2 separate regions of the Salmo salar genome follow, and region 2 is linked to region 1. Evidence: chromatin contacts called from public Hi-C data. All regions are on one chromosome and are shown on one strand. The core of a region is the stretch at or near the end of the contact, and the rest is flanking DNA. Distances in the headings are between cores, read along the strand shown.

The links. A called contact is a pair of places that touch in the nucleus more often than the background predicts.
Region 2: a Hi-C map of gill shows a contact between it and region 1, with 2.9 times the contacts expected there. The contact joins the promoter of LOC106587346 here to the enhancer-like site in region 1. A contact is called at or near these places in 2 of 3 Hi-C or Micro-C datasets (gill and muscle).

The regions. Positions count from the first base shown.
Region 1 is chrssa26:20,898,887-20,901,855 of Ssal_v3.1, forward strand. It overlaps LOC106587321 (nuclear mitotic apparatus protein 1), which reads right to left. Exons shown (of 18, transcript XM_045709120.1): 14 at 2,948-2,969; 15 at 1,275-1,460; 16 at 336-947; 17 at 1-209. Among protein-coding and RNA genes, the nearest start is that of LOC106587321, 25 kb to the right of the region's middle. Within about 2 kb of position 1,380, at least 9 of the 13 cell types and tissues checked have an H3K27ac peak or open chromatin away from gene starts, as enhancers often do. A contact at or near this core is called in gill and muscle, where this site is marked.
Region 2 is chrssa26:21,076,927-21,080,327 of Ssal_v3.1, forward strand. LOC106587346 (transcription factor 12) reads right to left here and starts at 2,127. Exons shown (of 21, transcript XM_045709114.1): 1 at 1,835-2,127; 2 at 991-1,079; 3 at 546-618. The coding sequence starts at 1,062.

The DNA of each region.
Region 1 (2,969 bases), core at 130-2,629:
GTAGCAGGTCAGCTGACTGCTCCAGTGTCAGCAGCTGGGCAGGGCTGTAGTGGAGCAGTGGGAGCCTGGCCGCAGTGATGTCATCAATGTGCTTCCTGTCTCGCTCCCTCCTGGCCTCAACGGAGAGCACCGGTGATGGTAATAAGCCTCCATGGGATTGGCTAGGTGACAGAGACCCTGACGGGGAGCCATCTGTGTTGTGGGCAAACCTGCAAACATTACAGGAAGAGTTAATATAAGAGTTAGTAGGTGAGAATACTAGTGCATCTCCATAACTAAAGGCAGCATCACTGAACTATACAGTATTCTCATACTTTCATACAATGTGGACTTACTGATTAGGCTTGTACTTCTGTCTCCTCGTAACCGGGTCCTTCTCAGTCCTCTCCAGGACTTCTATGTAGTGTGGTTTCTTCTGTGGCTGCCTTCCAAGGAAGGGGTTGCCAGTAGCAGGTCTGTTGAATGTGTCTTTAAGGGATCCACTCAAGCCAGTTGAGTGGTCAGACAGAGTGACCCTCTGCAAGGCCTCCGCTAGGTCGCTCTCTTTTGTCCTGTCAGAGTCAAGAGAGACCCCTGCATCATCACCAGCCTGGGCCATCTCCATGGTTTCAGCAGCAGATACTTTGGACACACTGTCTTCTTGCAGCGTGTCAACTGTTTTGCTCTCCTGAACATTAGGTGACAGAGGTGAGACGTCCAATTCTTGGACATTTCCAGGAGCTGTGTCCCCAGCTTGTCTCTTATGTTGGGAAGTTCCTGGTTTATTCTGGCTACCACGTTGTCTTTGTGTCAAAGCCTGCTGGTATTTAGACTGCAGCTCTGTCCTGACAGATGACAGCATATCCTGCTTCCTCTCCTCTTCTTCATTGTGGGCAAGAGCAAGGCATATTCTCTCTGCAAAGTCTGAGATCTTCTTCCCTTTGTCTGGAAGGGTCTGTATGAACCTCCTGTTGATAACAACATATCAAATCAGTCTGTCAACAAGAGATAACGAAAAATTAACTACTGCTGCTTTCAGCTCAACTTTAAGAAAATATAGTTGGCAGTGATAGTAAAACAAAGGAATGTCAGGTTCAGGGTAAAACGCATTTCCCTAGTTCAAGTAACATCAGCTAGCTAGCCTACATTCAGGTGGATAGCAATATACACACAAGCGCCAAAACTGGCACCACTGTCTAGACAACAGCTGGAAGTTTCTAGAAGAATGTAATGTTGTTGTAGAGACTAACCATTTGAGTTAACTTCTGTCAGATGAATGATATGGAGTTACTTACTTGTTAGATAATAATTTATCTTGGCGTGACAGTAATTCACCAAGTTCTTCTTTGCTCTTGGTTTTAAGATCCCCCACTTGCCCCTGGCGTTCTGATGGAGCTGCCCACGATGACGAGGACATTGTTAGCAAGCTAGTAGCTACTACTCTAAAACCAGGCCAAATAAGCTTACCGAATAGCTCAAATTACCCTATAAAAACATTACTTTGTTAGTCCATTAGCGTTACACTTAACGGGATTCTGTTGTTCAATAAAATATACTTTCATATTCAGCTGTCTGTTAGCTAGAACTTGTATTTTGGTAGCTACGTAGCTCGCGCGCTGTCATTGTCACCGGAAGTAGTACGGAAGTACGATACCGTCAATATTCTTCTTCTTCTGCTTTAAGATTTGGTTGGCGGATCGCATCCAACTTCTAGGTGCATACACCGCCACCTGCTGTACTGGTGTGTGAGGCCATTCACGGCCTAACTACATTAAATTATTGATGAACGTTTTACGTTTAGCTCACAAAATATAATTTAAAAGTATGCATTACGGTGTCGCTAATAGAATAATTGTGGCAAAAACGAATGTAAACATTAATAAATGAATTTCTATAGGTTCCAAAAATATTATTTTAAACGTAGTGCCAAGATGGAGTCATGGTGGCTTCAACACAGTGTCCCCTATTGTCATCTAGTGTATATATATAAACAATTGGATGCTACACATAACCTCCCTGAAAGCTTCACAAAATGAAAAATTTCAGCCACTGGACTGTGACCATTTTCATGACTGATTATAAAAACACCACAATGTCACATTTTCAAAATCAAACCAATCAAATGTATTTATAAAGCCCTTCTCACATCAGCTGATGTCACAAAGTTCTGTACAGAAACCCAGCCTAGAACCCCAAACAGCAAGCAATGCAGGTGTAGAAGCACGGTGGCTAGGAAAAGCTCCCTAGAAAGGCCAGAACCTAGGAAGAAACCTAGAGAGGAACCAGGCTATGAGGGGTGGCCAGTCCTCTTCTGGCTGTGCCGGGTGGAGATTATAACAGAACATGGTCATGATGTTCAAATGTTCATAGATGACCAGCAGGGTCAAATAATAATAATAATAAAACATACACTGATTTCATTAGTATGCACTGGATGTGTATCATTCAAGAAAGGCACATCATGCTTATCATAACTTCTCATATACACAGTCCTGGCAGTGTAGACAAATTACTTATACTAGTGGCTCAGGGATGGCAGTCAGTAGAAATACAGTTCTTCAGTTTTTTCAGATATAGTTAAATATTATCCAATAGATAAAAAAACAAACGATTATCATCACCGTTGTGGAGTATCAGTGATTAAGCTGTTAATAAAGGCACAACGTATCTAAATTGTACATATTTGTACATAATTTGACTAATAATAAAATAATATTGCATCTCATTTATAGAGAGCAAACTAAAAATGTTAGAAAAAGATACAGTATAAATATAAACCTTTATACATGATAGTGAATTCAGAATTCCATAAACCATACAAGAACATTCACTGTAAACCAAACCAAACATAATTGAATACTTTAAAGTATTATTTACAGAACAGTAGACTATTTACACAATATGCAACATATTCCCTTATACAGTATACTGAATAGCTTTCATAAAAAGTATTTCTTCATGTGATTACTCAATGTTAATCTTTGCTGTTA
Region 2 (3,401 bases), core at 877-3,376, 180 kb after region 1:
GATCTTGTGTCATAATCAATAGAAAATGAGTATGTGAAAAAGCCACAGAGCTCTTTTTGCACACAAAACACAAGGAAGGGTTATAAAGTAGTGCTAATTACAATGATACTACACTGTCAGAGCTGTTAGGTCGATAAGCATTCTTTCACATATGTAAAATAAGGCTAAACCATTCCTTATTTCCACATCTTTACAGCAGTCAGTCTACGATAATTCCAGGTGGAGTTGGCATGTTTCACATGCCAGATGTGCAGAGTGCATACCCACACAGACACACACACACACACACACACACACACACACACCGCTAAGGCGGGAAATTAATAGTAATACTATGTTTAATATGAAACCTTCCTCCTTTGGCTTTTCACAAAATGAATAACACAAATATCCCAAATTCAGTGGGAGACATCAGGAACACTCATATGAACAGATTTCAAACAGCAGTGGTTAGACAAGACACAACAGGGGGAGAGACAGGACCAGGGCTAGAACAGAACAGAACAGAGGACATATTAAAATAGGTTTCTGGGATAAAATCCTACCTGGTGCACTGAACTGGCTGCTTCCAAGGGTGGTTGGTCGGTTTTTCCCACTATTTACAGGTGGAGAAAACATCTACCAGAAGAAAAGAAATGGTCTGAAAAATGTGACGCTGAGACAAATTAATATTTTGCCTTTGATAATCCGGCATCTGTTACAAGCTATTCAGACTTCCTGTGTTTCATAATCAATTTCTTCACTGGCGAGACATTGACTGATACAGAATAAAGTGGGCTAAATAACAAAAAATAAAACATTATAAAAAGATAGATAGATAGATAGATAGATAGATAGATAGATAGATAGATAGATAGATAGATAGATAGATAGATAGATAGATAGATAGATAGATAGATAGATAGATAGATAGATAGATAGATAGATAGATAGATAGATAGATAGATAGATAGATAGATAGATAGATAGATAGATAGATAACTGTCCTACCGCGCTAAAATCCAGCAAGTCACTCAATTCCTTGTCTGTGCCGATTGCGGTAATCCGCTGTTGAGGATTCATCCTGCCAATTTTTAGACCTAAAGAAGAAACAGATTGTTTGCTTAGGTCCAATTATTATTGTTTTTTTATTGTCCTAATTCCTTGATTTAAAAAAAGTATCCATTCAATAACGAACTTCAGTAAAGTGCAATCTCATTCTAGATTTCCCGACTGAAGTTGACAAGGAATATTCCCAGAACACGTCGGTTCCGAAAATAAATCCGCACAGTGACCCTTGACATTGCTGTGCGAGTTAATTGATCAAAGGTAGGCTACTGCAACAACCGATTAAAGTAATTGTAATTGACCCCTTGTCATCCACGGTTGAACGCTCCCTTTTAGAAAATGTTATTGCACATTATGTAATCTGAACAGAATGAAAAGGAAAAGGTAACCAATACGTGGTAAGGAAATGCCATCTATTTGGAATGGTACAGGCACATTGAAAATGCTTGGCGCTGCGTGTAACACCAGTGACACACTGAGACCTGCAGCATCGTTTTTCAAATGTTTATCTGACTCCCCAAACGCTACATTTGTATCAATCTTCCGCAACAGACTAAGTAACAAACTAACTAGCCTACTGTATATTTTTAAATCACGGACTAGTGATAGGCTATACAATATGTTGCTTTGCAATAGTCAGTGATGAGCCACGAATTCGATGTGTTATTAAATAGAAAGTGAATTTGCATGATAAACAAAAACAGAAAATCCACCAATATGCTGTAGGCTACAGATTTAGGCTGTGTAAAACGCCCTTTCAAGTAAAAGTAGTAAAGCAAATGCCAACCCTTTACTCCATACCAGCTCCAGTCTCTTGTATCCCAACTTCTTTCACCCAGTCCGAAACCTTTTTTGACAAACTCACTACAATATTTTACCTTTTCCCCTTTAAAATTCCAACTAGGGCGATCGGGTGTGGTAGTATGGAGCTTCGTTTTCCTGTCACGCGTCTCAAATACTGTAAAATAGTGGTTTAGGTTGTAATAGTTAGCAAAATATCCCCTATATGTCACTTGCGAGTTAACCTTAGGCAGACAGACATTTTTGCTTCGCAAAAACCTCAGCACCACAATGACATTCGGTGTTGTATCCTTCCGCTGAAAACCGTGAAACGATATCCCCGGCCTAGCCCACTACAGACACCACGCGGAGTGGTAGGAGATGACAGTAGTTGAGAAGACCCATCATATTACATTTAGCCTATCTTAATCAATCATTAGGCAAAATCATGTGAGACTAGTACAAATAGATCGAAAACAGATTTTGTAAATTGTGTCAATCAGAGCATTAGTGTGATGAAAGGTATTGGTGGAGGAGTCTGGGGATATTTGAGACCTCTGAATTCGCTACACTGGTGTCAGAAGTGGGATAATGAATAAATTAGTAGCCTATGAATGCATATGGACCGAGACATGAATGCATATGGACCGAGAGAGAGAGTGGGAAAGAGAGAAATCACTTTAAGGTGGTTGCAACTAATTGGACATAATTCTGGCCCACAGTAAATGGAAAATGTTGACCCAGAGTAGGCCTAGTTTCTTTAAAAAGACGTTAGAGTATCACAGTTATAACCTGTTTGTCCCTATGTATGTTAGCCTTATTAATTGAATCTGTCTAAAAGACAGAGAGCATTGTGTGCTGCAGTGTCATGTCTGTCATGGTTTGAGCACAATCAAAAAGCAAGCAAACTGTTCAATCTATTTTTCTTGTGGCAAAACTATTTTTATGGACAGCACAATATGTCGGGACTACTTTTTTTCTCGACTCCGCTAAGGCAAGAGGGAAAACGAAAAGAAAGTGGTGTGAAAAAACTGTAGAACATGTATCGACATTATATATAATTATTCAAAAACAGCTTGATCGGTTTGTTAATTGGTAAAATGTTAATAGTGGCAATATCCTAGCATTTCGGCTGCATCCTTCTTCATCCATCGGTGTCGAATGGGCTCAGAAAACAATAGAGTTGGGCCAGGGCCAAAACTCTAATGCAGGGGTTCTCAAAGTGCGGTCCGAGGTACTTCAGAGGGTCTGCGGCCAGAAAAATCATGTATAAAAAAAATCATACATAATATATATATTTTTTACATACATTTTTTTAAATACATTTTAATAACAACAGCAGATTCAACTAATTTTGGCCAAGGGATCCATGGAATAAGATTAGTCTGTAATACAATAAAATGTAATACTATTCATCTACAATTTATGTACTTAACCCTGGGCAACATGGGCCTAGGAGGCTCACAGGAGTATTGTTATCCACAGTACTTCACCAATTATAAATGTTTCAACTCAATACTTCTTGCATTTTTTTATATAAATGGCCTGTAATTTAAGCTTTAAAACTGCAACAT